2 separate regions of the Rattus norvegicus genome follow, and region 1 is linked to region 2. A link is a contact called in public Hi-C data. All regions are on one chromosome and are shown on one strand. The core of a region is the stretch at or near the end of the contact, and the rest is flanking DNA. Distances in the headings are between cores, read along the strand shown.

The links. A called contact is a pair of places that touch in the nucleus more often than the background predicts.
Region 1: a contact with region 2 is called in a Hi-C map of liver, with 9 times the contacts expected there. The contact joins two enhancer-like sites. A contact is called at or near these places in 3 of 12 Hi-C or Micro-C datasets (kidney and liver).

The regions. Positions count from the first base shown.
Region 1 is chr18:31,540,855-31,548,475 of GRCr8, reverse strand. Nr3c1 (nuclear receptor subfamily 3, group C, member 1) reads left to right here. Exons shown (of 9, transcript NM_012576.3): 3 at 4,417-4,580. Among named protein-coding and RNA genes, the nearest start is that of Nr3c1, 69 kb to the left of the region's middle. Within about 2 kb of position 6,140, at least 3 of the 93 cell types and tissues checked have an H3K27ac peak or open chromatin away from gene starts, as enhancers often do. A contact at or near this core is called in liver, where this site is marked.
Region 2 is chr18:31,233,916-31,240,830 of GRCr8, reverse strand. The region is part of intron 10 of Arhgap26 (Rho GTPase activating protein 26); the gene reads right to left. Among named protein-coding and RNA genes, the nearest start is that of Arhgap26, 150 kb to the right of the region's middle. Within about 2 kb of position 2,465, at least 51 of the 93 cell types and tissues checked have an H3K27ac peak or open chromatin away from gene starts, as enhancers often do. A contact at or near this core is called in liver, where this site is marked.

The sequences.
Region 1 (7,621 bases), core at 4,891-7,390, 300 kb before region 2:
ATGGGACCCCGTGAGATAGCCTCCCTCCCTAGTGGCATATCAACGGGTCTTGCCATCACTCCTGTCTTAGTTAGGCAACCACACCCTTGAGATTTCATGGGTGCAGCTTTCCCGTCCATATAGAAGGTATAATCTCAGAGCTAATCCTGTCGTCTGGCTCTCAGAAATTTCCTGTTCTCTCTTCCTAGATTCTCTCTGAATCTTAGTTGGAGGGATTGTGTTCTAGCTTTATCACTCCAGAATGGACACCACACACTTTAAAAATGTTTATGGCTCTTGTCCAATTTTATGTATTTATTCATATTAGTTTATGTGCTAGAAGCTTTGGCTAAGTTTCATGGATCTCACCTCTGCTGACACCTAAACTAGGCCAGTCTAGTCGGGGGTTGTCTTGTGCACCAGAGGGTGTTTACCACATCTTGGGCCTATTATCCCTTGCAAAAGTAGCTTTCTCCCCATTTGTGAGGAATTAAGAACATCTTCAGACATTACCAGATGTCCCCTAGGAACAAAATTTTCTCCTATTGAGAACTATAGCCGTGTAACATTTGTACAAAACTGACAAGCCTATGAGAATACCTACTCCATTAGTGGTTGTTAAAATTAACCCAGTGATGGCAACTGTATTCCCAAGGTTTTCTTATAGTAATTAATACTTGTTTTCTGAAGTGGATTCTTGCACTGCATTGAAAAATTATTGATTAAATTCACCTAAATTGAAGGCTTACTCAATCACAACACTTGGGTTTATAAAAGGTTAACATCTTATCCTGTTCAGAAAAGCTTCAAGTTTGAGTACACAATAACATTTCCTTTTGCTAAGTTCATTAATTAATATCCCATTTCGAAACAGGACAATTGGGAATTCCTAGATACACTCTATTGCCTTATCACCACCCCATGTCCTCCACAACAGCAGTTCCAAGTGTACTCTAAAGACCCTGAGAGTCTTCATCCACATCAGAATGTTCTCGTGATGATACTTGCACTGATGAACTTAACATAGAGCAGTCTTTGTATTCACTGTCACCTCATAGTTAAAGGGTGTCAAGTTCACTGAGCATCCTTGAGAAGCCAAAAAACTGTTCTGTAAATATCAGCCCATGTACCTTTAACATGTGACAAAATAGAAAGAGACATGAATACTTGCATGGTTAGCACTTGGTAGTGGTCATAAGAAATAAAGGTGAAATATGCAGTTACTACAACTAATTTCTTCCATAGCTTTTCATGAAAGATGTCTGTTATTTTCCTTGGAAAACTAGTCATTTTGTTTGACCCTAACCCTCCTTAGAAATACCATAGCAAATGACACTTGCAGCTGTATTCATCAATTTCTTATAAAAATGGTCAGTAGAGCCCAGCCAGTTCCCTTTTGTGTAACAAAACCCAGTTTTCCCCACATTGATGTCTCTGGCACACAACCTCGCACGCAGCCTCCCACATACTGAGTTCTTATTCAGGGAGTCTAGATGGCTCCCTGAAGCCTGATTCTTCTCTCATTTAGTCTTAACTCTGTTTGCATCTACACAGATCACACTTCAGTGGCCTGACCATATTTTTTATATATCCTAATTTCTATGTGATAATTTGGGGCAACTACTGTCCTAGTTTTTAGACTTAAGTTTTATTTTCCTTAAAATAATGAACGTGTATGGTTCAATTCCTTGCTGCAGGTAAAGACCATGTACTAGACTTCTAAACATATCCTAGGTGATACTTCTCAGCTCACTGACGACGGTCTAAAGCTCAACATAGTAGACAGTTCCCAAAAGCTATACAGCCTGTCAGGTGGGACTGGCCAGACCTGAAACAAATTCTCCCTGGCCAGCCACGTGCCACTGTTTACATGACCTCATCTAGGGATGGTGACATCTTATCACAAGGTTGTTTAGAGGATAAATGAAATTTGCTTCATGGAAGTGTTCTGAAACCATGATGTGCCTACCAGAAATACTGTTTAAAATTCAAATATATACATATATCTTATATACGCAAGTATTATATTTAAAACAGGTAAAGGAAACATTATAGAATCTTTAAACAATGTGTTCATTTCCCATAAACTAAATATACAAGCAACTTGCTGGTCCCTAAAAATAGATGTCAGATGAGAAGAGATTGGCTGACTGGGAATAGGAGCGTCGACAGAACAGAAGCTCAGGAGGTTTTGCTCCCCTAGAACATTGCTACTTTCTGTGCTCACCCCAGGACCATCCTACTTCAATGTAGAACTCTGACCCAAAGCAGTAAGCTTTGTCTTTCGAGCCTGCATTAACCAGAGGCTGGGCCCAGCCTCAGCAGTCATGTCCGGAGATTCTCTTCTATTAAAGGCTCTCATTTTGCACTCAGCCCACTGGCCCAAACCTAGCAAGGAATCGATATCTTGTGATATGGAAACAAGCAGAAAGTCTATTGACAGTGCTCAGAGAACAATGTGAAACCCTAGACCTATTCCCAGAACTAGACAGTGGGAGTGCTGCCCTATTGACTAAGCCACTGGATAAACAGACAGTTGGCAACATGCAGGAAGATTCATTTGAGGATTAAATTTAGGGCGAACCTTGGGTTTAATGACTTACTTAATAGCATTATAACACATTTTTGTTTGTTTCTGTCTTTCTTGAGACAGGGTCTCACAGGGTTTCCCAGAACTGGCAGACTAGACTGGGCTCAATTTTGTAGCAACCTTTCTGCTTCACCCTCCTAAATGTTAGGATTCAAGGGATACATAACAACTCCCAGCTACAGTTAGTGTTTTTAATGCTAAAGAAGCAATTGAAAAACAGTTTTTGTTATATTTAACTAAAGAAAGAAAGTGTTTTAGTAGTGAATATATTAACCCTTTTTGTGCATTTGAGATTTAGTTCTGTGCTAGGCTGAAATAAAAGCGTGCCTAAAGGATGAAGAGACAGGCTACATCCCATCTAGCCTACTCCTGAGTACCATTTCTCAGGGACTGAAGTGAGCACAGTTCGTAGGAAGACAGTGTTGATGTGTGTGAAGTTTCTTGTATAATGATAAGCAAGACAATTTAACATGAGGAGTTCCACACCTGAAGAGTCTGTACTGTCTGCAGTTTTTAAAGTCTGATGAGAGGACAGAACAAGACAAGGAATAGGCAGTGTAACCTGAAGCAAAAGGCTAGAGATTATTTTTAGCAATATATATGCTTCTTTTCCGGAGTGAGGATGTGTGACAAGAGCTCCTTAGGACAATTCACCATTGAAAATCATTATCACTTAATACAAAATGTAATAGTTAATTTGTCATCTACCTTCATTGCTTCAGGTAAAAGATAAATAGCCATTTATTTATTCTTTCAAATTCTCTGACGATGTAAAGGCTTTCAATAAGAAATGTAAACTAATAACACTACCTTGCTCATTCCTGTGATGGTAAGAAGTTTGCAGAATGGAAAGTGAGCTCTGGTCGGAGCAACAGACTCATAGTTTTCATTGTTTGCCTCAGGGTATTTTGATTGAGAAGGGGGTGGAGAGGTAGTTGTTCTCAAAATAGAAAACTAGAGTTTTTTTTTTCCAACATACATGGTAATGTTTCTGGAACAATCATTTCTAAGTCATAAGAAACTACCATTTCAGGTAGGATCAAACTCTAAGCTGGTATGTAATTTTTTTCTGTAGTAGAGAGCATGGATAGAATAATAATGAGATTAATGCCAGAATTAAAATTAAAAGGAAAAGAAGATTGATGGTCTAAGCAATTAAAGGGTTAGAAGGAATTTGGGGATATGGTAGAGATATCCTTTCTTGGGCTTTATGATAATTATGGGTCTAATCCATCATTTTAATCTTGCCAATTACACACTTAGCATGCATTATTTTCTAAGTAAACCACAACATCATTCTGTTTAGAAGTCAGAGAACTAATTGGCTCTGGCACGTCATACTTTATTTACTGCCGTGCATCTATATTTCATATGCATGGGAGTATGCAGGTGTGTAGAGACCAGAGCAGTGCACAGGGTATCTTCTATCACTCTCCACCTTTGCCTTGAGACAGGCATTGGATGGGAACCTTACTGTTTTAGTTAGGCTGGCTGGCTGTGAGCCCATCATATCCACCTGGCTCTCTCCCCCAATGCTGGGATTATGGCATGCACAGTTATGGCCTGCTTTTTAAGAAGGTGGTAAGGACTTGAACTCAGGTCCTCATGTCTACTGGGCAAATGATCTTAACCACTGTACCATTTCACCAGTTTAATGCATTTCATATTTCATATAGAAAAATAGTATGTTTCAGTATATGGAGATAGGGTATTTTGGTGCTTGTTAGCACTTAAAAGACAGAATTCAGTGTGAACATGCAGCTTGAAATGAGAAGGGAAAAGAAATACATTCTAACATTCCTTTCATAATCATGACAACCGTAACACCATTTATCCTTCTCCTACAGCCCTGGAATGAGACCAGATGTAAGCTCTCCTCCATCCAGCTCGTCAGCAGCCACGGGACCACCTCCCAAGCTCTGCCTGGTGTGCTCCGATGAAGCTTCAGGATGTCATTACGGGGTGCTGACATGTGGAAGCTGCAAAGTATTCTTTAAAAGAGCAGTGGAAGGTAGTGTGTGTTTTGAAGAGTTTTATTTTTGTTTCTATTTTTCATAGTAAATTTTTAACTGTTCATTGTATACAGAGTCCACTAATGATAGCCATCAATTCAGGGACAAGCATAGTGGCCCTTAAGTACTCCACTGGGAAGAGACAGGAGTAAGGAGAAGAAGTAGAATAAGTTGATAAGTTCAGTCTGAGAAAGAAAAAAGAAATGTGCCGTGTAGACTGGCAGTATGCTAAGTCTGGGCAGGCTGGGAATGGTGGGTTTTCATTCCCCATAAGCAAGTTAGTTTCAAAGCTACCAGCTATACCAGTCTGACAAAATCGGTGACCATGGGAAGGAACAATAAGGGAGGAACAGCGTCTTTCTTTACTTTTCTCCTGTTAGATAAATAATAGGTCATGTTAAGTACCACAATAACTGAGGTCCAATCTACTAAAGTAAAGGCCAACTTAATAATCACAAGTACAGAGATCATCATATGGAATCTGGAAGTATGGCATTGCAAAGAAGGCGACTGCACTGTAAGGATGATACAGGGTGGTCATGTATTGGTGAGTTCACACTCCAGAGCAACGGGCTAACATTAGAGATATTCTTTATACCCCACCCAAAAGCATCACAACAGAATTAAACCAAAAATTAAAGCTATATTTATCTTTCAGTATAACACCATTCACAGCCCACTGTGAACTCTTTCCCTTATTTTTATGTAAAAGTAAGTATTAGCTACACTAGAGTTAAATGTTTATCATGTAATTATTTCAGAAAAGCATGGTGGCTAGATCACATTAGTAAGAAAACCTTTAAATGTGTAAGATGTTAGTGAGTAAGTCACTTGGCTGTTTCCTCTTTTATTTGAGTTTCAGCATTCTCAAAGGCATTTTCCAGCTCTAAAATTCTGCAAACCCTTGGTACTGTAATTCAAAGAAAAATTCTATCTAGACTGCAAAATCTATAGCATGGTTTGTAGCATTTCATTTTTAAAGGATAGGTATGTTATTTATTTAACATGAGCTTTTTAACACATACTAGATAGTATACTTAAGCCTTATATTGTCAATATAAATACCCAAACATAAATCATAATTAAGTTTTACATGTTTGTAATATAAGACAAATCTATTTTTTAATCCAAGATCCTGGGAGTTCTCCAGGTCCTTATGCCCTGCCAATCTTTTTGTCTTGCATTCATTTTGCTCACAAGTATTGACTTTGTTTGCCATATGTGAAGTACATACATAAAAAAATCAATTAGGGACCTGTGAACACTTAGATCCTGTTAGGATTTGTGTCTGCCAGACTAGCAAACAGGTTCAGAAAGCTGAAGTGGCAAAACTGGGATTCCAGCAAAGTGGCCTCCAAGTAAGGTCGTATTCTCAACAAGACCCTCAAAGACGCATCTGATAAGCCCTTGATGCCTGCGAGATTGTAATGCAGGTAGATGCTGAAATAAAAGGACTCATAAGAGGTTTAACTATTAGCTACCATACACTGAGTAGTGCTGGTGTGTTGAACACAGTATCATCTGCATAATTACTTCTAAGCTTGGCAAAATTCCCAACAGTTGATAAGAGAACAAACTCCAAAAAGTTAATGTTTCCAAGATCAGTTTCTTGGCATGCCACTGTACCACTGCTACTAAGAACAACTCTAGAAGGTTAAGCTGATAGAATTAGTTTATAGTTAATCCTCAGACACTTTCAGTACAGATTGTAGTCTGCGTCTTCTGCATACCCTGTGTTGTGTTTCCCACTTTGTTCTATGCAATATTTTATTGGTCATAGAAGCCAGTGTTGGTGTGATTTTGGAAGGGATTATACTACACTGTATTAGGAGACAGATATCACTGGGGTATCGTGTAGGCTAGCTACTACCCTATCATAAATGGCAAGCCACTGTCAAGTGCTAAAAGTAGATTTAGCCAAAAGTACCAATAAACAGTGTTAAAGAGGCTTCAGGTTATCTGAAGGCTCTTTCCTTGCCATTGAGAAGTTGGAAAGGAAATTTATCAGGTGGCAGAAAGCAAAGGGATTGCAGAAGTCTGTCTTTAAAGGACGGTTGAAGAGTTACTTTTGTAATAGTAGCACGTGGTCATTCTCTGTGAGATAACACAGATCCAATCCCGTCTTGTTCTAAGGAAGGAACTGACTAGTGGATCATTCTGTTATAATAACCTGAGCCTATACTAGGATTCTCAGTTATAGTACACACTGGATAAAGAAATCAATATCAGCATAGCACACTTAGTCCAATCTTTTTAGTTAGAAATAAATAGAACACTGAAGTTTTCTACTCTAGAAGTAATTTTTCCAGCAACACTGAGATAGGGAAACTCTGTAAGACAGTAGATGTAGGGTTTTCTGAGGGGGTAAAACTTCAGTGCTTTACTGTGGATACAATCTGTTGTTACTTCTTTTGCTGCACGATGGGATTTTAAAAATTTATTTAGTCTTATTTTATATGTATAAATGTTTAAATGTATAAATGTGAATACCATGTGTGTGCCTGGTACCTGCAGAGGCCAGAAGGCATCTAATTCCCTTGAATTGGAGTTGTAGACACTAGCTACCTGCCGCCCTGTGGGTGCTAGGAACTGAACCCAGGTCCTCTGCAAGAACAGCAAGTGCTCCTAACTGCTGAGCCATCTCCCTGACCTCATATAATAGGGTTTTATTGAGCTAGTTCCTCTATTTTGTGTTTAAGAAAATAGGAGGCTTACAAATCACAGAAAGGATTTGAAAGAGCTAGCAGACATATTAGGCATGGGAAAGTAACCCTGAAATAAAGCCATTATATAACTATATAGCTAATATATAACTAAACTATTAGTCAACGTCGTAACTTATCCTCACGAAAGATTAAACTAATACAGCTAACTTTGTACTCCAAACACATATTTAAACAACATCATGATGTAATATATCAGAAAAAAACTAATTTTTTTTATCAAAGTCTTAGATTGCCCTAAGCAATAAAGAAAAAAATAGTCTCTTCTTAGAAATCAGGTCTACATATGTTCCACCTGGTGAACTGATCATTACAAT
Region 2 (6,915 bases), core at 1,216-3,715:
ATCAGAGTCAACAAGAGTGATCTCAGTGGTTTGGCAATTTACCCACTTCCTATTGGACAAGGAAATGCTAGAACTGACTCCACCCCACTGAAACAAACACATCCAGAACCTCCCAGCACTGCTCTCTCTAAATCAACTTCCAAAGATCTAGGGCTTACTCATTCGTAATACTAAATCTCCAGTTGGCAAGAGCCAACTATCCTATCCTATCCACACCACTTAGGGTCAGGTTGACAGTAAAGGAAGGGCTATGGGACCCACAGAACTTACTGTAACCTGTGTGTGAAATGTGTCCCACTGTGCTCTTGGAAGTTGGGAAAGTGAAGGCTTAGAGAGTGGGCTTTCTATGCCTGGGTGAAAGGGGCTGGCCAGATGCCAAGAAAAGGAAACAGTGCTGGGGAAACTGCTTCTTGATACTTCCTATACAATGAAAGTCTGTACAGATGTGACCAAAGCCATGTAGAACCTTGGAGAATGGCATCTGACCCACATGTGTTTATAGAAAGCAGGTAAGCAGTCAAGTGAAGGGAGCTAGGTGAGAGGCCCTTTACTTCCCTAAGGAAAACAGAGCTGGGCTTCTTTCTCTAAAACCTGTGGCCTTTCATCTCTTCTGCATTTCTTCTTGTGGTTCAAGGCGTATGAAAAAGAAAGAACAGAGTAAGTGCAGGTCACAGAGGCAGCTGTCACCCGGAATGTTAACCTGGTGGATCCCAGGTGAGAGAAACCAGAGATCCTTATTACATGCCAAACACTGTGCTAAGGATTTTGTCAACTATCACTTCTTTCTCACAATAAACATATGAATTAAATGCCACTTGCTGGGCCTCCTTTATCCGATTTCATTGCTTATTTACTTTTTTTCTATTTGTGTTGCTGGCGATTGAACTTGGGGCTCAGACATGCTAGGTACCTCTACCTCTCAGCCACATCTCCAGGCCTTTGGGACTCTTTCTAAAAGTGAAAGATGCCACGTTGCTATTAAGGGCTAACTCTGATGTTATATCCAGGTGGGTCAGAAACTAAAACCAGACCTATGCTTATGCCATAATGCTACAGTGGCCTTATCTGTGACAAGCGTATGTGCCCTAGAGTCCAAGACTATCAACTTGGAGAGAGGAAGGAAGGGAGTAACCTTCCACGTACTCCCTAAGATGTTTTCCTCAGCAGCTTTGAATCAATAAGTTAGTAAGAGTCTGATTCTAATGAATGAATGGATCATAATCAGCAAAAGCCTACAGCACTCACCTCCTGAGAGGAAAGATTGGAGACCGAGGAGGACCCTGGCAATAGGGACAGTCCAGAGAATAATCACTGCCAGCCCCATCAGACAGCTTCACACAGAGTTATTTTGAAAGATTTTAAAGTCCTAGAAGACCAGATGAATTTCTAGCTTGTTAAACTTCATGGCCCGTGAACATAACTGCTACAGCAACAGGCACAGGTTACCACAGTACACCAGGAAAAAGCTTTGCTGACTAATGGGACGGGCGCAACGCAAAGTAACAGGAACCCTCGTTACCACTACTGAAGGCGAGCTGAGCAAAGCCCTCCTTACGTTGCCTCATCCACCACCCTCTGTGCCACTAAGGTTCTTTGGTCTCATGATGAACAGAGCAGGTGGAATTTACTGCTTCGTTGCTCTCCCTCTTGAGAATTATGTAATAACACATTTTTGGTGTTGAGTTGTTTTTTAAGCCCTACATTGAGAAGCTGGCAGATAAATGTGTGCACTCACCAACACATTTCACTGCACTGATTAGAGGACGGACGGCCGTTGCCTAGGTCGCCCTCCCATCCACTCCTCTAGCCAGCAAAACCCACTCCTACTTAAAACAGGTTCAGATAGCCAACGCTCTCACTTAATTAGAAGGCAAAACGAACAGACAGCTTGCTATCTATCCCTAAGAGCCAGGAAGCAATTCAGAAAGAATGATGCCCATCCCCCACTGGCCACTCCACCCCTGGCCATGCTGTCAGAGCAGCATAACACCCTCTGAGGAAGGAAAACCCATTTCCTGCCTGAAAGGTCAATGGCATAGAGACCAGCACTCCAACCCAACCGGCAGGAAGGCAAAGTCAAGTAGCATTTCAAACAGGCAGCGAGAAGGGGAGGGGCGGGAAGACTGAAACCAGGAAAAACAGTTCATCCGCTCTGTGGCTCTGTGAGATAAAGACTGTAATGGGACAGAGAGGCCTGGTTCTCTGCACAGGCTGGACAGAAGGACGAGTCTGCTGTCCTCACATGCATCATCCCGAAGCAAAGAATCTAGCATCTTGGTTCACCCAGCTAAACTGCCATATTTAAAGAGGCCTGACAAACTGGGCGGGCCAGCTAGTTGTTGCCAGAAAGTAGGTATGAACGATCTGTGAAAAGGGTGAGAGGAAGGAACTTCAAGAGAAAGAATGACTCACTGAAAATACTCTCTGTCTTAAGTAGTAATAGCCATATAAACTGTCGCTTCTACAGAAACCACACACGCAGCTGTCTTCGAATTACCAGTGTCTAAAGGACGAGTACACTTCATAGACCCACGAGCCACCAATGCACGTGCAAAACTGCCACCTAGAGGCCGAACACTCAAACAGCCTGTTACGTAAGATGGATCGATCCTCGTTGGAAAACAATCTCAAGAGTCACACAGTTTCACAAAGACACTCAAAACGACCTATTCACCATACTCATACCAAGCCAGACCGTAAACTACCTTCATTTAAAATTAGAATGGTTTCCTGGGGAGATCATAAACTGAATGTGGACATAAAACTTCCTCTTTTGTGGGAATCAAGTTAGGAAGCACAGCACTGCCTTCAGAATCTCCCCCTAGTGGGCCTTCTTCACAGGAACCCTTCCAGTGCCTCAAGTCACTCTCATATAAATCGACAAGGCTATGGGAAAAGAAGCAAGCTTACCGCAAGGCAGTGTGGAAGGACTTTTAGCAAAGGTAAGGTTTACCAGGAGAAAAATTAAGTCCCATAGTTCGGAGCATACAAAAACATTTACACACGTGGGACACCATCAGAGAGGGACACTGCTATATCCCAGCTTCAAAACAACCCCGGCAGTCACAACCAGCACCATCTTAGTACCAGTCCTGTGGCTAGTGAGAGTCAGTCCTGCCTTCAAACCTAGGGCTCCCTCTATCTCTTATTCAACCTACAATATGCATCCTTCTCTGAAAATACAACTTGGAAAGATGCTTGCTGACTGGAAGGTACTAATTTTTTTTTTAATTCAGATCTTCCATAAATGTCTAGCTTCTGTTATTCTGGCTTCACTTATACTACCATATCTCTACACAAAAGCAAATTATGTGTGTACTTGCTAGAGCTTTAATTTAATTAGCAGCTAACTAATGTTCTCTAGTCTCATTACTAAACTCCCAGAGGAAAAAATAAATAATGCAATTTCAAAACTGTACTCACCATAAAAAATTAATATTGGGCAATCATATACAATAGTGCTATGCTAAAGGCTGCAAGAAATTATGGTCTTTCTGCCTCTAAAAGCAAATCATCTGAGATAAACAGAATTAAACAGAAGTACCCAAAACATTTCAAACTGAACAGCTAGCCAACCAATACAAAGAAAATGTGTTACCTGGCTACTACAGGGAAGTGGCTACTACTGTGGGGAAGGAGGGCGCAGAATTGGCAGAATGTGTGTGAGAGAGAGCTGAGAAAGGTTCAGGAAAACTAGTTCACAACTGCTGATGCAGCATCTGCAGGAGAACTTCAGAATGACCCAAAGAATCAGGTGAGGGTTTTACAGAAGAAAAACCCATAGATTCCTAAAGTGACTGACACCTGTCAGAAAAGCCTAATCGGGGCCTGGGTGCACCCTGTAGTCTGATGAGAGAGAGGAAACAGTGAATTTAAGGGTATAGGTGTCCTTGTGGTCCCCAGTTCCCAACCCCCTGTGTCGTTCACCACCACTACGACCACCACCACCACCAAGTGATCTGTCTTTGCTGCACCTCTGCGTTTGGCAGTGCTGGAAAGAAGTGTTTAGCAGACAGAGTTTCTGTTGGAGTCAGCTAGTCTTCAAAAAAAGCTAAAACATACTAACTGTTTCCTTTCCCTGAGTGTAAACATTACCCCCCCACCCCACCACTCTGGTTCAGTGAATCAAAAGAACCCTTTAGTTTCTATTTCTATTACTTACCATATGGTTTGGTGGCCGCTCATGGAAAACATTAGGGAGAAAATAATCTATGTGTCACTTACATCTGTGAGAAATTTCTTTAAAACAAACCAATCCAAGGGATGCTGGCAAGTGACTACCCCCATGATTCTTCAGCTTAAGTAAATATTTTCCCTACATTTGCTCACTAATTTACATACGATGGTGCATGATGGAGTTAATTATTCAAGTGACTGAACACAGACGCTGGTTAGTATTAATGAGCCACATATGACTACCAGGAAAGGCTGCTTTTCCACGATGCCTCTTTTGAACCCAACAAGTTTACTCACTGAATTCTTGCACACACACATACACACAAAAAAGAGTTGACCCACAAGAAAAAAAAGTTAAATGCAGCCAATTAACCAGTATAAAATAAAAACTTTCAAGAGCTAGGTCTGTACAAAGACTGCCAAAAAAGTAATTCTGGGATTTTTAAGCTACTGAACTGAAGCTAGTGATGAAGAAAGAGGGGGGATGGGAAGGAGGGGGCTTGGATGGAAGGAAGCAGCAAAAAAAGATAAGGCAGCTGATGCAAATGGTCTGCTTCAGGAGGTGGGGTTCAGGGGTGCGTACTGGCCGCCATTTAAAAGGCCTTGGTGGGATGGCCTTCTGCCTCACTGACAGGTCCTCCCTGCTCAATACTATGCTAGCTCCCTAGCAGTGATATGAAGTACCAGACAGCAGGAAGGCAGTGGGGGGCGGGGGGGCGTGGATTCTTCCTGAAGTCCACTGAATCTACTTCATGCCTCCCTCCCCCTCTGGTGGGTTGCTAGCAACCTGGTGTTTCTTCCCTTGAATACCATTCTCACCCTGTTCTCTCTTCGTGGGGCATTTCTCTACAGGTGTGCCTGCTTCTGTCTCTGTAGCTCCCTCCCTGTTAACTAGGAGGCCAGCTCTGGTGAATCAGGGGCCTATCTTCATTTCTTTTCCTGTTACTGTGACAAAATGCCCTGAACAAAACCAACTTAGGGGAGACAGGATTTGTTTCAGCTTATAGCTCCAGGTTACATCTCATAGTTGTGGGGAAGTCATGGCTCCAGTTGCTATGGCAACTCATTACACTGCGTCCAGAGTGCCGAATCCAGAGCACTGAGCACCTACTTATGCTCGGCTCGCCCCATCTTTTCCATACAGTCAAGGATCCAAATCCACTCTTAGGCTGTGCCTTCCCACATCGACTAACATCATCAAGACAGCCCCCCACAGACATGTTCATAAGCCAACCTAATCTAGACAACCCCTCAACGATGCTTTCTTCCAGATGATTCTAGAATGTGCCAAGCTGACAGTTACAACTAACCAACCATTAACACCATATATTACAGAGTCAGGATATTTCACACCATATTTTCGTAGTCTAAATAATATAAATCGCACATTGCATCTTGATAAATTACCACATTAACAGCTACTACATGATTTATTATATAGTAGTGTATCTAATCTACCCATATCACACTGGAAACATGTCAGTCCTTCCGTTGGTTCCTCCTTTGCAGGCATTTCCTAGGTCCTGATTTGGCTTTCGACCCCTGCCTCCTCCATGGCGCAGCAAGCACCAGAGGACTCTGGGGAAGGCATAGTCTAGAAAACCAGAATCTAGCACCAGGCCCTCCCTGCTGATGGGTGCTGGTGAAAGGACAGGGTGGGAATCCTCCAGAGAAAGGGCTCACGGCAAAGTGTGCCAGGGAGTTGCCACTTAGCACAAAGAAATACCTTCTACCACTTATCCAATGTCAGGTCTCAGGCTGCCCAAATATCCAGAAAGAAGCTCAACCTGAACTATAGGATTTCTGGTGGTTAGATAAAAGCCAGCATTCCTCGGGAACTTGTAAAACCAGTTCCTATGTGCCAAGAGGCTTCATTTCCCCTTACCTCTAGCAGAAAGGACAAAACCAATGGTTGTGTATCAAACACAGGCAGGGAGAGGCCTCCCTTAGTATCACAAGTACCTGTTATACATTTTAAAGCTCCCACCCCAGTCTCCTTCCCACTCTTCTTGCTACTCACCCTCCTTAGAACCCACTATTCTCCGTGTGTCTCCGTCTCTGTCTGTCTGTCTCTCCCCACTGACCCCCAGTGCTCTATTTATGTCTTACTATCTTATTATCCACACTATTTCCTCCCACTTCCCTAACCCTGGCCAATCTGCTGGCTATGCTCAGTCTACTTTTTGTCTCTGCTCTGGACTCTTCTAGAGGCCTCTAGCCATTCTCGCTATATATCTACAGTAAAAGTCTTCCTTAATAATGGGGAGGGGGGTCATGTTGACAGATTCTTTACTGCCCCACCTCACACTCTATGTCTATGAGCAGTCTATAACATAGAAGAGTCAAGCAAAAGGGGCGAAAAGCAATGCTGAACTGTGGCCTAATCCATGAGATCCACCAGGAACCCTGACAGCAGAGGCTTCATACTCCCACCAATCCCCCTGCTCCTCTGTGGAGACTCATCAGTCTCATTCTGGATCCTTCCGACACCATCCGCATCAAGCCACTGAGGAATGTGACGGGTTCTGGGAAGAGATGGACTGCCCCGTCTATTCAGCATGCTGAGCGCAAAACACTTACCCTAGGCTCAGAATTTTAGCCTGAAAAGCCTCTCCCCTTCCTATTTTGGAGACACGGTCTTACTAACAACCCAGTCTGTCTCAAGTTCCTCCTGCCTCACCTTCCAAGGAGGTGGCATTATAGGTGGGCACCCCCCATGCCTGGCTTGCAGAGGGTTTT